Regions from separate parts of the Athene noctua genome. Here region 2 is linked to region 1. The links are chromatin contacts, called in public Hi-C maps. All regions are on one chromosome and are shown on one strand. Each heading gives the region's core, a stretch centred on a gene start, on an enhancer-like site or on the middle of the called end of the contact. The rest is flanking DNA. Distances are from core to core; before and after follow the strand shown. Region 1 holds the start of ZSWIM2 (zinc finger SWIM-type containing 2). Region 2 holds the start of CALCRL (calcitonin receptor like receptor).

Region 1 (3,425 bases), core at 31-2,530:
TGACCTGTTTTGCCTTACAAAGAGCACGGAATAAACCCCGCGTATTTCGAGTGCGTTAAAAAAGAACCGAGGAGTGCCGAGGGAAGGGAACGAAGGGGGTGAGGAGGCGACGCCTCCCTTCTCCTGAGAAGATCCACCGGCAGCCGGCGGGAGCAGCCCCGAGGCCCGCGGGAGCCTGGGCTGGGCAGGGACCGCCGCCCCAGGCCGGCCGTGCCCGGCAGCCCGTCGGGTCGGCCTGCGGGGCCCGCGGCGGCGCCCCCGGCCATGGCGGCGGCGGGTGGGCGCCCGGCAGCGCCGGCAGCGGGCAGCACCGTGCGCGTCGCGCCGGAGCTGGGCCGTGTCGCTTCGTCTTTCCGCGGGCGCTCCCCGCCCGGCTGTGGCAGGTGCCGGGGCAGCGCCGCGCCCGCGCCGCCCTGCCGGCAGGGACGGGCCCCGCGCCCGCCGCCGCCCCGAGGTCCCGCCGTTTCCCCGTCGGGTTGAGGGCGGCGGTGCGCGCTGGAGGCCGCAGCGCCCGTGTGCGCGGCCCGACCTTGGTGCGCGGCGCGGCTGGTACTTCTGCAGAGCAGCACCGGCACGGACCGCGGGGCAACGCGCGCTGGCACCAGAGCTGCGCCCTACATGCGCCTGTTGGCTTGGTTTTAGTGCCGGGGGGGTGGTGGGGGGGTAGGGAACTATTTTTATATATGAGCGCAGGTGTGTTTACGTTGGAGCAAAGATAAAGCTGGTGTCAAAAACAGCCACACAAGATCCACTTCGGACTTCAGAAGCAGCCCGTGAAGCTTCCACCGAAGGCCCCTGCGAGCCCTGAACGGAGCCCCGAACCACTGCCCTAGCGTGAAGCCTCGCACAGAAATCCATGAAATGGTTTCCTGCAGCCACAGCAGTTTCTGTTCGCTGTTAAGGATGTATTACTTGTCTCAGGATTCAATAGGCTGAATAAAGCCCACTAAACAACAGAAAATTACTATTTTTGTCTAGGCTAAGTTTTTTTGGCAGTCTAGAAAGTTGAACCAAGTCACTGAAGAAATCAGTGACAGCAAAATAAGCCAGGAGGAGGACTATACCCTTGATTGAAATTAATTCTTAAAAATCTATTTAAATTTACCAAACTGAATCTACTACTGTAAGATTTTCAGCTTCTCTCATCTAATCACACCATTAACACTTTCTCTGTAAGACTGCGTAGGACTATTACAAGGCTGCTCCACTTAAATTGTCAAGTTAAACTGACAACTACCTTACTTTACACTGATGTTTATACATATTAGATATTTTGATCATGAATTGTAGGATACTGCTGAAAAAGTCTCAATTACCAAGAGATCATGAATGGAAGTATTAGCCTTATTTATGGCTTGCATGTAGAACTTAATGGATTTTAAATGCATGAAGCAATGTCCTCCAGAGTTTTGATAAAATTTCTTCATAGATAAGGGTTCTCCTCCTCTCCCTCTTCCACTTAAAGTTTAGTGCTTTCAGGCATTTTACAATTCGTTTTGTATTTCCGATACAGAACACTCTGTTACATCATTGATTACAACTGCAGTCTCAAGAAAAATGAAAATGCAAAAAAAGCAACAAAGTACTTAGTATTTAAAATGTATATATTTATATAACATTTAATATTTAAAAACACCTTGTACTGAAGTTAATCTAGTGCTTTCAAGATGTGCTTATGGGGTAGACACTGACAAATTTGCTGCCTCATTTAATAAGAAATTAACTATAGAACTACAGTTCATCTTGTACCACTTTTTTTCTAGCAAGTCCTTCAGCATAAACTAGCTGCAGTGACTTTTCTAATTTAGGGTGACATTTTTATTTTCACATCATTAGTATTTCATGAATGCTGCCAATGGCTTGAAGATTCCCCCTCAAACTTATGGGTGTATGAAGAAAGTAAACTGTGCAAAATGTAATCTTTTACTGATTTTGACATGGCTTTCTCTCACCAAACCCACAAACCTTTCTCATCCAAAGGATAAAATCTGTATAGCTAGGTTAGCTTTCTGACATGAGTCAGGACTTCAGGCTATTATGAGCCAGAATCTCAACTGGATTTTTAGATTTCCTTACCTAGAACTTTAGGAACTCAACACAAATAGCAAAAATATCCCACAAAATAATTAGTCTAAAGATCTTTTTCCAAGTAGTAGCAAGGCAGCTAAATACAAAACAACTTCAAAGAATGGCCACCATTCAAGAAGTTATTTCTTAAAAAATATTTACATACAAAAGTAAACATCTTGTACATAGTCAGAACCTAGTTTGCATTTTTTCATCGGAACTAAATTTTAGAACATTTTACTTTCTGAAGTTTTGTACAGTCAAAATAACTTCAGTAGAAACCAGTGAGGCCGTTTTCATCTTAAGTCGTCACTAGAATTTGTAACTAGTTTCTGGCTATGGAATATAGTGACATGGGATATCAGAACTGTACCCAGACTGAGTTTCAGAGAACAGATTAATTTGCCAAAGCTGGCTGTTAGCAGAGGGATTTCCTACCTTGCATCATTTTCTTCTTGTGAAAATAAGGAAACTTCAAGGAAGTTCCTTCAGTGTTTTACTGAGGTGTCAGCATTTGGTTATGAGACTAGCCTCTTGAATGAGAAGTAAAACACATTCGGTTCACAAGCATCATGAATTATACTCAGGAAATCATGTTTCCTTCTTTATTATTCCATGTTTCAGAACACGGTGCAAAGCTCAATTCGTTGGGATCTGAAAAGCTTTTTTTTTTTTTTTTTAACACAGGTCACTAGAGGGAAAAACATTATGCTGTTTATTTTTCCAGGAAATAGTATTTCTAGAAAATCCTCTGTAGTTGTTCATTTTCAGTATTTAGAAGTAAAAACTTTTTTTACTCTGACTTAAACATATCTATAAAGGCCTTTTGGAATTAAACACTGCTTTGATCAATAGATTTAGTAAACCAAATTTAACTTACTGAAAAAATACTGAAAACTTCTCAGTTTAGAAACATTTTTGATTCATTTTTGCATTGGACACCATTTTAGATAAGAACTTGCATAAGCAGTATTATTAACAGTTACTGTACAAGTGATAAAAAACAATTTACAACATTCTTTTGGCTGAAATGTACTGCATATGTTTGAGAGAGTACCTACCGCATTTCACAGATGGAGAACTCTTACAAGTGAGACAGTGCCAACACACTTAATTTTTGTGTTTATCTTTGTGTTTACTTTTGCTAGATGCTTTTAAGTTGGGTCTTCTGGAAAGAGAAATTGAGGATGTGCTTCAGCAATTGCATCAAGAACAAACACAAAATCCAGAGGAAATTCTCTCACAAACATTACGCCAGGAGAATGATAGATACATTGATCAGAAAGAAACTGATGAAGAGGATGTTTGTCCCTTTTGTCAGGAGGAGTTATTAAAGTGACTAAAGGAGTTATTAAAGA
Region 2 (3,015 bases), core at 420-2,919, 220 kb before region 1:
GAAGTTAATTTCTGTCACTGTTCAGAATCAGAGCTAATCCCCGGGTTGTATCTGTTTACATTGCCTAGAGGTTTAGAGTGCCAGTTCTTAGTTGTTCACTGATTATAAAACTCAGACATTCTCCTGTTGATGTAAGATCCTAGAAACACCAACACGTGCAAGTGCCAAATGAGTATTAAAGTCATATGACTGTTCTTTTAGTGACCCTAGAGTGTGATTTCACAATTCTTATTATCCAGTGGCTGTATGGATTTAGAGTATTCCTGCCCCCTTTCCCTCTTCCAATTTTTCCTGACCCTGGCTTGGGGTTGGTTTGTTTGTTGTTGGGTTTTTTTTGTTTGTTTTTTTTTTTTTTTTTGGTTTTTTCCTTAGTTTTGGGCTTTTTGCTGATTTCATTTTTGAGGAAAAGATTCTTCAATGGCCAGATGAATTCACTCATCCAGTTCACAACATGTTCTACAAATGTTTCTGCTGGTAAGAAGAGTGGATGAGCAACAGCTAGTGAAAAGCAGGCAGAATACTTCATCTTGTTTCGTGAACAAATTTAATGGTTATCATTTTAATGAGCACTTACAAAACCATGACCTTTGGGAGGTCCTTAGGGACTTCCATAAGGAGCACTGGTGTTACAGGTGTTAGTGTTATTTGAGCTCAACGCTCCATGAACTCCACGTTTGTTCAGCATACTATTGTCATGTGCACACAGCAACTGTCTGTTGAGCTGGAGAGCAGAGATTCTGTAGCACAGGCACCAGCTGTACAAGTGACAAACGCTCTAAGACACATTTTAGGTCCTGATACAGAATTCTTGTAGAAAGACAGACGTTAATTTTGCCTTGTCTTCAGTTATGGCAGTTTTCAAAGCAGGCAGCTCATACTTGTGTTTTCTAATCATTAAAGAAATGCAGCCTAGAGATCTGTGCAGCAGCAGTAATGTTCCCGCTGCCTTTTTTCTACCCTTGATATTTCAAAGACTTATTTACAGGTGAGTTTTGGTGGTGTGGGGTTGTTTGGGGGTTTTGTTGTTGTTGTTGGGGTTTTTTTGTTGTTTTTTTCGTGGGTATAAAGCAAAGTGGCATTTTAAATTACGCACTTGCTTGATTTTGAGACTTGGATTCTGACCTTTAATGCAGTTTTACATTTGAGGAATGCAGCAGGATGCATTTGAGGCATGGAAGTGTTTCCCTGTAGAGCTTTTCAGCACTGCCAGGACGGGACACAGCGCGGCCCCCGCGGTTCCTGGCAGAGGCGGGCCAGGTCAGTCACGCAGCTCCCGCGCACTGTTTGCCTCTCATTTATTTCTCGGGGTCTGGTTCGAGGGGGAGGCGGAGGCATCTCGGTGGCTCGGTCCGTGAACAGACAGGTCCCGTGGTCCCCTCCGCGCCTTTCCCGACCCGTTTCGGCGCGTTAGCCCCTACCCGGGGCGGCCGAGCGGCAGGGACCGGGGGCGAGGCGCGGGCAGCCCGCCCCGCGCAGGACCCGCCGCCGGCCGCGGGCGGCCCCGCTCCCGCCGGGGAGCGCCGGCGGAGCCCGGCTGCCCCGGGACCAGCCCTTTGAGAACGAAAAGTAACTTCGGGGCGGCTGCAGGCGGGGTCGGGGTGATGTAACAGGAAGCGCTGCCGTGCCGCCCGCCCGCCCGGGAGCTGCCGGCGCTGCCCGCCGCGGCGCTCCGCTCGCCCGGCAGCAGCAGGCGCGGCCGCGGCGCTCGCCCGGCGGCGGGGTCGGGGCACCGCTGCGCTCCGGCCGGCCCACGAGTCTTGGGAGGCGGCAGGGAGCGAGGCGAGGCACCAGGGAACGCGGCATCTCCTGCCGCTCTCGCCGGCGAGGGAAAGCAGCCCGGTGGCTCCGAAAGCGCTCCCGCACGGCTCGGCGTGGTGAGTCCGGGCTGCCGCGTGCTCTCACCGGAGAGCGGCGGGTTGGTTTCGTGCCCTCCGGGAGCACGGCGAGTCATAGGCGTGTGTGCCTTAACCCCGGCGTGGGGGATGTAACCTGCAGGGAGAAGGGGGTATGCCTGAGGGAAAGCTTCGTTTGTTTTTAGTGAGCGAAACGTTGAGTTGATTTTATAGCTGGTGTTGTTGTTATATACCTTCGAGGAATAATCACCGATAAATAGAAAGGGAGGTAAAAATACCCTAATCGGCACATAAAGGATTCTGTCTCAAACCCCTCATATTTGCTAACCAAATTCCTGTCGTTGCATCTGGAGAGAATTAGCGGCTCATTGGTTTGAAAAGGGTCCTTAAGACTAATTCAGTACAACTGGAGCTCTTCCAAGAGAGGCTGAATTAGGTGACAAAGTGGTGTAGATTTTCTTACCGAGTATTCCTTTAATCTCATTGACTCTATTGTACCGGGAAGAGGTCATACTTGATTTAGTTCATAGTTAGGTTTTGTATTGCAGTTCCACAACTAAAAAGATAAAGCTTCTGGTTTGTTTGGACTTTCTGTTTCCTTGAGAAAAAGCTCGAGTTTGAAGCTCCTACGCGTGCCGGGCTGTTACTGTTTGACATTTTTCCCGCAAACGCCGAACTGATTTATTGAAAGGTAATTGGCTGCTATTTCATTTCCTTGAGAAACTATTGAACGGCGGAAAGTGTGTGATCCTGTGACAGTATCAGCTGAGAGACGGTTAAGAGTCTTGCCACTTCTTCAGTTTTCCAAAACAGATGCGATATCCCCCGTTTTTACAAATACGGTTGCATGAGAGTGCTACCTCTAGGCATTTGCTTTTGTGTGGGAGCAATGGGTCTGTAGAATCAGGAGAAGAAATCTTGTTTCCAAAGGGATAGTTAAGAAAAAGTATAGCCTATAAATCACGCTTGGATATGATCTACAATGATTCATTTAGTCATCCGTACGTTTTATAGGGGCCGAGATTTAAGTAATAATAATAGCTGAGGTTTTTTGCTCTCTACCTTCATAAATTTATGCCAGGTATCCTGGGGCCAGAGTTTGCTGCTCTTACAGTTGTGCCAATGCAGAGTCTTTCCAGTCATATTGTACATACTGGCGATA

What was found. Hi-C and Micro-C count contacts between places; a contact is called where the count stands out from the background.
Region 2: a contact with region 1 is called in a Hi-C map of heart, with 3 times the contacts expected there. The contact joins the promoter of CALCRL here to the promoter of ZSWIM2 in region 1. A contact is called at or near these places in 2 of 2 Hi-C or Micro-C datasets (heart and liver).

The regions. Positions count from the first base shown.
Region 1 is chr7:34,083,325-34,086,749 of bAthNoc1.hap1.1, reverse strand. ZSWIM2 (zinc finger SWIM-type containing 2) reads left to right here and starts at 1,280. Exons shown (of 4, transcript XM_074911008.1): 1 at 1,280-1,331; 2 at 3,216-3,425. The coding sequence starts at 1,280.
Region 2 is chr7:34,302,767-34,305,781 of bAthNoc1.hap1.1, reverse strand. CALCRL (calcitonin receptor like receptor) reads left to right here and starts at 1,669. Exons shown (of 14, transcript XM_074910563.1): 1 at 1,669-1,874; 2 at 2,402-2,544.